2 separate regions of the Mus musculus genome follow, and region 2 is linked to region 1. The links are chromatin contacts, called in public HiChIP or PLAC-seq maps. All regions are on one chromosome and are shown on one strand. The core of a region is the stretch at or near the end of the contact, and the rest is flanking DNA. Distances in the headings are between cores, read along the strand shown.

Evidence for each region. HiChIP or PLAC-seq counts read pairs in DNA pulled down with a chosen protein or histone mark.
Region 2: a contact with region 1 is called in an H3K4me3 HiChIP or PLAC-seq map of bone marrow-derived macrophages, with 4 times the contacts expected there. The contact joins the promoter of Rnaseh2a here to the enhancer-like site in region 1. A contact is called at or near these places in 8 of 39 promoter capture datasets (cranial neural crest, embryonic stem cells, fetal liver and 4 more), 6 of 15 datasets of contacts at CTCF or cohesin (CD8 T cells, the G1E-ER4 cell line, the NIH/3T3 cell line and 2 more), 116 of 484 Hi-C or Micro-C datasets (8-cell embryo, the AML12 cell line, B cells and 72 more), 24 of 115 datasets of contacts at active chromatin or transcription factors (the 230-238 cell line, the NIH/3T3 cell line, the SCID.adh cell line and 16 more) and 4 of 9 other capture datasets (adipose tissue, embryonic stem cells, liver and 1 more).

What each region holds. Positions count from the first base shown.
Region 1 is chr8:84,919,236-84,924,001 of GRCm38.p6, forward strand. Mast1 (microtubule associated serine/threonine kinase 1) reads right to left here. Exons shown (of 26, transcript NM_019945.2): 12 at 4,496-4,704; 13 at 2,105-2,243; 14 at 1,865-1,997; 15 at 1,562-1,727; 16 at 1,380-1,481; 17 at 1,125-1,247. Gm38426 (predicted gene, 38426) reads left to right here. Exons shown (of 3, transcript NR_103491.1): 2 at 1,159-1,269; 3 at 2,812-3,680. Among named protein-coding and RNA genes, the nearest start is that of Gm38426, 8.3 kb to the left of the region's middle. Within about 2 kb of position 2,461, at least 10 of the 459 cell types and tissues checked have an H3K27ac peak or open chromatin away from gene starts, as enhancers often do. A contact at or near this core is called in bone marrow-derived macrophages, where this site is marked.
Region 2 is chr8:84,964,093-84,968,858 of GRCm38.p6, forward strand. It overlaps Rnaseh2a (ribonuclease H2, large subunit), which reads right to left and starts at 1,984. Exons shown (of 8, transcript NM_027187.4): 1 at 1,768-1,984; 2 at 1,479-1,550; 3 at 1,225-1,351; 4 at 1,039-1,126. The coding sequence starts at 1,894.

The sequences.
Region 1 (4,766 bases), core at 1,211-3,710:
CCAACATGCCAAGCTCATCCTTGTCTGGTTCTTAGCACAAGCATCATTGTTCCCAAAGGCAGTCAGTTTGGGTGTTGTCTCTTATCTTTTTTTTTTTTTTCAACCTTACTGAGACTTGAAACCAGGTTCTCTCCCATACTAAGCAAGCACTAACCCTGGGCTGTATCCCTAACCAGCTTCCCTCTTTACTTTTTCTTTTTAATTGTATAAATGGTGTATCTGTGCGTGTGTGTGTGTGTGTGTGTGTGTGTGTGTGCACATGCATGCGTGCCTGTGTGCACACACCAGAACACAGCTTGAGTATAGGTGTCTGGGGAGAGTGAGGCACTGGGTCCTCTGAATCTGCAGTTACAGATGTTTTTGAATACCCCCTGCTCACACTCAACCTCCACCCTCTAGCATGGGAACAGAGTCTGTATCATCCCGAGAGCAGCAAGGGCTCTTGAACTAAACCTTCTTTACGGCTTTTGTTATTTCTATATTGTTTTAAAGTGTGTGCATGTTCTGCCTGTGTGTAACTCTGTGCCACTCTCATGCCGCATGTCCATGATGGTTGGGAGTGAGTGTTGGGTCCTCTAGAACTGTGTTTGTGACTGAGAAGGTGAATGCTAGGAAATGAAACCCAGATCTTCTAGAAAGAGCAGCCAGCTCTCCAGCACCAACACCCATTTTGACAGAGTCTCAGCCTGGAGCTCAGAGAGATATGCCTGCATCTGTTTTCCAAGGGCTGGGATTAAAGTCATGTACCACCATGCCCAACTTTAAAACACTTTACTATAACCAAGGCAGCCTTGAACTTGTTAGGTACTTGAGGCTGACCTTGAATTCCTCCCAAGTGCTGGGATAGCAGGCATCAGCCACAATATCCAGACTCACTTTTTATTTTAAAATGGGGTCCCACTAAGTTGCTTAGGCTGGCCTTGACTTCTCTGTGTAGTATAGAAAGCCATGACTTCTTAGTCTCTGGGATGACAGGCCTGTACCACCTGGCCTGACCAGTGTCAGCCTTTTTATCCCCACATACCCTTAGCCAGGCTCCATCCCAGTCCTCACTGTGGGCCCTCTCTTTGGATCCCATTCTATACTCGGACCTGGCATTGTGTCTCTCCCTACCCCCAACTCACTGTCAAAGTAGCTGGTGTCATCTTCTGACTCTAGGTGGGGGATGAACTCCGCCTTCTGCCGCAGTAGCCCTGTCCAGTCCAGGTCTCGGAAGAAACTATGCTGCTTCACCTCAAAAGCACCACCTATGGACAGAAGATGAGAAAGGTACCCAGCGCCTGCCCAGCACACCAAGCCCAATTACTGCCCCAGGCCTCAGCTCAAGCTGGGACAGCAACCTGCTCCCATCTCAGCTGTCTTTGCAGAAGGCCTCTTACCTGCCCCAAGCCGGACCAGGGGGTTGGTCTGCAAGAGGCTAGATATTAGAAGCTGTGCATCTGTGGGCAGGGCCTCGTCCCCTTCAGGCCACAGTATGTCATCTGCAAAGAAAAATGAAGCTGAGGTCGCCTCAGGCTGCCCATCTTTTCATAGTCCCACCTCCCACCTAGGAGTCACGTACCGCTGATGACCTGTCCAAAGAGCTCTTCTGGGGTATCCCCGAAGAAAGGCACACAGCCCACCAGGAACTCGTAGAGAATGATCCCCATAGCCCACCAGTCCACTGGCTTGCCGTAGCCCTGGCGCAGGATGACCTCGGGTGCGATGTACTCTGGGGTCCCACACACCTGGGGGCAGGTGGTCAGCCTGTGCCCTGGCCACAGAAGGGGCCTCAAGGGAGAGCTGTGCCCTCCCACCAGGCCCTGGGCCCCTGAGGTCCTTCCAGGTCACTCCACCCTTGGTGACTCCCATGCCCGCCACACACCTGTTTGTCCAGGAACTCCCGGGCATCCTTCTCAATGTGCCCCTCATATAAGTTGGTGGTCAGGCTCATGAGTCCCATCTTGGAGAGGCCAAAATCCGTGAGCTTGATGTGGCCCATGGAAGTAATGAGGAGGCTTCAGGGACAAGGACACAGAGCAGGTTTCAGAAGTGAGATCCTTGCCCTTCACCCCTGGGTCTTCCAAGGAACAATGGGAGAGGAATAAAGAAGGCCAAAGCTCACTTGTCTGGCTTGAGGTCACGGTGCACGATGCCATAATTGTGTAAGTACTCAAGGGCTAGAACTGTTTCTGCAAAATACATTCGCGCCATCTCCACAGGCAGTGCCCCAATGTTCTTGAGGAGAGTGGCACAGTCACCACCTGAGAGCCAGGGAAGAGATTCAGGTAAAGAGAGAGTTACTTCCATACCCAAAGCCAGGCACACAACATTCACTGTTTCTCTACTTCCCTTGTACCCATTTTGCAGAAGGGGAAAACTAGAAATGGGAGCCTTTCCAAGTCTCAGAAAGAGCCGCATTCTCCTAGGCTTACCTCATGTTATTAGTCACCCTCTGAAATTGGCATGTCCAACCCACTTACTTCATAAGGACTCAGAGAGAAGTCTGGTCACACAGGAAGTTGATGATAGTGAGTTTTGTTTAGAGTCAAAGAAAGCATGACTCTTGGCCTCTTGACAACTGATCCTTGAGGGTCAAGGGTTTTTAAGTGTGGGTTGCTGGCTTCCACCCAGGAGGAGTGTGAGCCACATGTTATTTAGCTGCAAATGGGATCCAGGCCCTTGTGCATACTCAGAGATAATTCCAGCGTGGAGCCACACCCCCTCCCCCTCCTCAGTGGATTCTAGATAGGTGCTTTACTACTGAACCAGGGCACTGTCCAACATTCGTAGTTTAGTTTGCCTGATACCCGCTCTTTTCTTTTCTTACAGGGGTAGATGTCACTCAAGGCAAACCACCTAGGTCAATATGCAACAGGTTTGTGCCCTTTCACATGAGCATTAAACATAGTGTGCAATCGGATGGACGGCAGCCTTGCTACTCTATGGTGCATCCAGAGGGAGCAGCTACACTGTGGTGCATCAGAAGGGAACAGGCATGTCATGTGAGAAAGCAGTGCTATGTGACAGCCAATAGCTTGGTAAGAGCACCTAGATGCAGCCATTCCTAAAGGCGGCATAGCATATAAGTTCCTATGTTTCCTTGCTACACAAGATAGAAAAAGATAGATAAAATGGCTGGGGCTGAAGCCAAGCACACAAAAGGCCTTGAGTGTGAATTCCAACATGGCTCAGCCATACCTTAAGATGGAAAAAAAAAAAGTAAAATGTAAAGTGTGAATGATAATGTAAACAATGAGCTTTAGTTAGTTGGTATTGTAATCATTTAATTAACTTTATCTGTAATATTCTACTTATAATAATATTTACTGTTAACTAAATTATAACTGAAGCTGGCCTGGAACTGTCTCTGCCTGGGGATGTGACTCAGAGGAGAGCCACTGCCTAGAATCCCCCAGTGAAGCACTAGGGTTATGGGTTCCATCCCCAGCACCCCACAAAAAGCAATTATGGAGGAACAAACAGAAAGTGGAAGGAAGAAATGAATGAAGCTGCACACCTGAATTCTCAGCTACGTGGACACTGAGGAAGGAGATGGACTATTTCAGGAAGAGAGAGTACGTGCGCACGCGTATGCATGGGAGGGGGGAGGAGAAGAATTGGATGGATAATGCATAGATGAGCAGAGAAGGAAAAGAATGTAAAGAAAGAATTGCTTCAATAAACAAATGGATGAGAAGACACATATAGAGTGGGGGTGTTTGCATAATAATAGGAATTATAACTTAATTAAGAATTAAAAGAGCCGGGGCTGGTGAGATGGCTCAGTGGGTAAGAGCACCCGACTGCTCTTCTGAAGGTCCAGAGTTCAAATCCCAGCAACCACATGGTGGCTCACAACCATTTGTAACAAGATCTGACGCCCTCTTCTGAAGTGTCTGAAGACAGCTACAGTGTACTTACATATAATAAATAAATAAATCTTTAAAAAAAAAAAGAATTAAAACAGCTGGGCGTGGTGGCGCAAGCCTTTAATCCCAGCACTCGGGAGGCAGAGGCAGGCGGATTTCTGAATTTGAGGCCAGCCTGGTCTACAAAGTGAGTTCCAGGACAGCCAGAGCTACAAACCCTGTGTCGGAAAACCATAAAAAGAAAGAAAGAAAGAAAGAAAGAAAGAAAGAAAGAAAGAAAGAAAGAAAGAAAGAAAGAAAGAAAGAAAGAAAGAAAGAAAGAAAGAAAGAAAGAAAGACAGACTTAGTACAAAGTAAGCCCTGCCCACCTGAAGACCCACAGCTAACAAATAAGTCTGACGAACCTCAGCACTCAGGAGGATGAAGATGGAAGACCAGAGTTTGAGGCCAACATGGGCTACATACTGAGACCCTGTCTTAAAACAAAAATTATACCGAACAAACCATGGGCAGAGTAGGCAGACATCAAGGACAGGATAGCAAACAGTTGAGAAAGCAAGCATATGATCAGATAGGGTGACCCTGGGTCAAGTGTGTGACCCTGCTGCATTGACTGGCGCAGCGGTGCCCAAAGATGGCCGTACCTTCCACATACTCCATGACCATGCAAAGGTGGCGCCGGGTCTCAAAGGAGCAGAACATGCCGACCACAAATGGGTTCTCTGCAAACGTGAGGATGTCGCGCTCCACAAACGCCTGCTGGATCTGGTTGCGCAGGATCAGGTTCTGTTTGTTGATCTTCTTCATGGCGAAGCGCTGCCTCGTGTCCCGGTGCCGCACCAGGTAGACGGCTCTGCGGGGGAAGAGAGCGAGGACCGGCCATCACCTCCGAGACACCCGGCCTCCGCCACCCTC
Region 2 (4,766 bases), core at 734-3,233, 44 kb after region 1:
GAGGTTAAGGTTCTGAGTTCAATTTCCAGTAACCACATGGTGGCTCACAACCATCAGTAATGAGATCTGATGCCCTCTTCTGGTCTGCAGTCATACACGCAGGCAGAATGCTGTATACATAATAAATAAATCTTTTACTTGTGTATACGGGTATATTACTTGTGTGTGTATGGGCGTATTACTTGTGTGTACGGGTGTATTACTTGAGGAGACCAGAAGAGGCAATAGGATGTCCTAGAACAGGAGGTAAGGCTGTTCTGAGTCACCCAGTGGATGCTGCGAATCCAACCCAGGTGCTCTGGAGCAAGAAAAGAAAGAAAGAAAGAAAGAAAGAAAGAAAGAAAGAAAGACAGACAGACAGAGACAGAGACACAGAGACAGGCAAGCAGACCAAAGCTCTCATCTTTCTAGACCCACTTTTTTTTTTTTTGGAGACAAGGTCTTGCACTAACCCTGGAACCCAACAATTCAGCTGGTGGACTGGTCAGCTATCCAGACCCATGATCTTCCTGTCCCCTCACTCCTAGCACTGAGGTGACAGGTTTCTGTTGCTTTGCCTGGCTTTACCTTTGGATGCTACGGATCCAAAAAAAAAACAGGGTTCAGGCTGGAGGTAGCCTGGGCTGACATTCAACTCACTTTTTTTTTTTTTTTAAAGATTTATTTATTTATTATATGTAAGTACTGTCTTCAGACACACCAGAAGAGGGAGTCAGATCTCATTACGGATGGTTGTGAGCCACCATGTGGTTGCTGGGATTTGAACTCTGGACCTTCGGAAGAGCAGTCGGGTGCTCTTACCCACTGAGCCATCTCACCAGCCCTCAACTCACTTTTTATCCAAGGGTGGCCATAAACTCTTCATGTTCCTGCCTCCATTTCCTAAGTGTTACGACTCTGACTTTATGCAGTGCTGGGATGGAAGCAGGACTTCATGCATGCTAGACTAACAATCTATCACTAATACAGACCCAACTTCAACTTTTTAAAGTCCCTTTTATCAGAAGGTGACCAAAGGGCTGTAACCCAACAGCTCACCTGAGTGACATTCACATTCTGGTCCAGTGCGTACTGTATCAGCCCCGCAGCTGTATCGTGTGACAGGGAGTTGAGGTTGTACTTGACTCTGGTAAAGGACAGAGTTTAGTCCACACCATTGCAAAGGCAGGACGCAGCCTGCCTGTGTTGGTTGCTCTTCCCCCCACTCATGAAGGGACGCCTCACCGCCCAAGCATGCTGGTAGAGATCAGGTTTGGAGACAGGACGTCCAAAGCCCAACCCACAAAGTCTCCATCCTCCTCCATTTTCGCAAAGAGCCTCTCCCGCTCGTTCTCTGTCAAGGTCTTAGAGTCTGGGAAGAAAGTTAAAAGAAAAGGGGACAAGTGGTTGTTTCCCGATTCCGCTTTCCCCTCTGTATCTCTCCTGCCCCCCTGCACATACCCAGGAACCCAGAGTGCAGACATTCTGCACAGGCTCACCTGCCACTTTCAGGGCCTCCAGATCTGCCAAGCGAGACAGGGGGCAGTAACAGATGGCGTAGACCATGGGACCTTGGTAGGAAGAGGACAAGTCAAGAGTTCTGAGAGCAGGGTTCCCACCAGAGAGTACAGTACGTAAAAGCCACCTTGCGCCATCATCACCACGGCCCAAGGCCATCCCACTATCGCTTCCGGATCCCAAGGCCCAGCATGATCCTCACTCCGGTTTCCCTGAAAACTGCACCCCTTTCACCCACGCGCCTCCCAGCCCGCGGCCCTGGAAGCGCACCAAGCACAGGGCCTCGGCCCGCTTCATCCACGCCCAGAACGCACGGCTCCTTGAGACACACAGCAGGTACAGGAGAACTCAGACGACAACGACCCGTATTGTCCCTCTCCAGCTCGCTGAGATCCATGCTGCCTCTGCGACAGCCAACAATTGTAGAAAACAACACTGCAAGCGCAGGTCCCAGCGCGCGTTTTCCGCGAAAACTGCAGTGGCTCTTGATGCTGACCAATCGGCTCGCAGGATCCGCCCTCGATGCGCCCTCCGGCGTGGTCGTTTACGCACGCGCTGCTGTCGCCGCTGGTCTGCTCTTCTCTCCTGGGAATTGTAGTCTTTGAGGACTATCTCCAAGGGCGTGGTTTGTAATGGAGGGTGGGCAGGGTCACTTTGCAAGCTCCGCCCCGTTGCTGCTGGAGCCTGGCCCTCAGTGACTGGTACAGAGAGAAATAACGAGGAAATTAAGATGTAGTTAAGCAGATTGTTTGGTTTGTTTCTTTCGAGACAACTAATAAAGCCCGGCTGGTCAACCTTGAAGTCACTATGTAGCCTGGGATGACTTTCTATCCATAATCCTCCTACCTCCATTTCCTATGCTGGAATTACCAACCCTCACTCAACTGATATTTTTTGGAGGTTTACAAGATCAAATATCATTGCACAGGCGGAACACTGGTCTCACCGGGTCCCGGTCTCCTACTACCTCCATTCATGTTTGTAATGGCTATCTGTCTCTGTCTCTCTATTTGTTTGGGGGGTGGGGGCAGTGGGGGGAGAGTCTCACTGTGTCTCTCTAGCTGACCCAGAATTTGCTACATAAATTGGCCTTGAACTCACAGAGCTACACCCACCTTCCCTCCCCACCACGCTGCACAGAACCTCCGCTCCTAGTACTGAGTGTCCCAGATTCCACAAGGCTGAGGCCTTCTGACTCACATTTCCTGAAGTTAATGGCTCTCCAGGACACTGCTGCCTCTAGGACCTGTCCCTTATCATCTTTCTGAAAGAAAGCCTTCTGTACCACTGTGGGAGATGCCGGGCCCCAGCTGCTTCCTGTTTAGGCTCTGCACCCATCAGGCAGGTATCTTCCCTCCCTTCCCCCATCCCTCCTCTCTTCTGCTATCCCTTATTTTAGGAAGCTCCCATCTCCCGGACTCCTTAGCCACTCCGAGCACACTCTATTGTCTTCTTGGTCAATGAGACACACGCCCATCATTCCTCTATCACATGCTTCTGCTTGCCACCAAGTTTTTTTTTTGGGGGGGGGTTGTTTTGTTTTTTAAGACAGGGTCTCATGTAGCATTAAATAGCCTAAAATATTAAATTAAACATAGCCTTAAATATTATTAAATATCGCCTGGGTTGATCTTGAATTCTTGATTCTCCTGCCTCAGGAGTGCCTGAGTCACAGGCCTGAACCTCCAACAGGGCTTTCTCCTTCCAGCGTTTCCTGCTTTGTCCCATGGCTGTCGGAAAAGCTCCTGTGTCTGAAGTCAGGTGCCTGCTCCCCAGCCAACCTGAAGCTTCAGACTTTGGGCCCTAGTACTCACCTCAAACCAGCCACCACCTCAGTTCCTTCTCTTCCTGCTGTTTGTTTTTATTTTTCAAGACAGGGTTTATCTGTGAATCCTTGGCCGTCCTGGAACTCTGGGACTCATTCTGTAGATCAAGCTGGCCTCGAACCCAGAGATCTGCCTGTCTCTGCCTCCCAAGTGCTGGGATTAAAGGACCGCGCCCTCATGTTAAGTCCCTGCCCTAGATCTGCCAGCCAGTTCTGACTAGCATTGCCATGTCCCGTCTGTTGCTCACCTCTGCTCAGGGCCTCTAGTTGCAGTCCTTCAGGCTGCAAGATGAGCAATCCTGTTGCCGGCACGGCCTCATCTGTACCAGCTTCTCTCGGTCCATGAACACAGGGACTGGTGCCGTGCCCAACACCTGACGGCTGCGTTCCTGTCTGCCCAGGCTGCAGAAACAATGCCACTTTCCCCACGGGCCTAGGACTGAGTCTTCCAGTACTGGAGATGGAGGGTGGACATGAAAACCCAATTGGGGAGTGAACCACCATACAAAGGATTTGTCCAGGGAGGGACAAAGATAAGGAACCTAATAGTAACAACTGGTATTTTTAAGACTTTGCTGCCTCTGTGCAGTGACTTAGGAAGAGCAAACCACCCTTTCAGAAAGACAGCAGTAAGCTGCCTACAGTTGCAAACTGACACCTCTAATCTCCGCCAGCCAGCTCAGTTGGGAGTATTCACTCCCTGTCCTTCATACCCGACATCCATCCAAAGTTGACTCTTGTCTTCAGGGACTTAATCATGGGCCTACCCAGCAGGCCCAGTGCCACCTGACTAACAAGGCTGACAGATGTTAAGTTAAATGATATAATTGACATAATAAATGCACTTAAACCCCCTGGTGCTGAGCTAACTTGTAGCAACAAAGTAATTTTTATGCTCAGGAGAAGCGATATATATATATTTTTTAAGGTAGTGCTAAAGAGCCACTGACCTACAGTTTTACAAGACCCTTTCCTTTCCTTTCCTTTCCTTTCCTTTCCTTTCCTTTCCTTTCCTTTCCTTTCCTTTCTTTCCTTCCTTCCTTAAAAACAAAACAAAACAACAGAGCCTCATGTACCCCAAGCTGGCCTCCAAGTCCTTGGGTAGCCAAAGATGTCTTTGAATTTCAGGTCCCTACTCCTCCCAAATGCTAGGATTGTAGGTGTGTACGGGTACAGTGGATTATGCAGCGCTGGGGAAGGATCAAAACTTCGGACATGCTGGGCCAGTGCTCCACCAACTGAGTACCAAATGCAATCCCAACCCTTCATCAGAATTCTTCACTGATACTTCCTCATGTAGATGAACTCACAAAGGCTGGTGCCCCACACCCTTCCTCAGCAGATCTTTGCCAAATGGCATCCCCTTTCCCTATTCTTCCCTTAGGCCTTTTGCTGTTCCCTTTTCACTGTCTCACAGTCCCTGTGACTTTAACTGTGCTAGTCA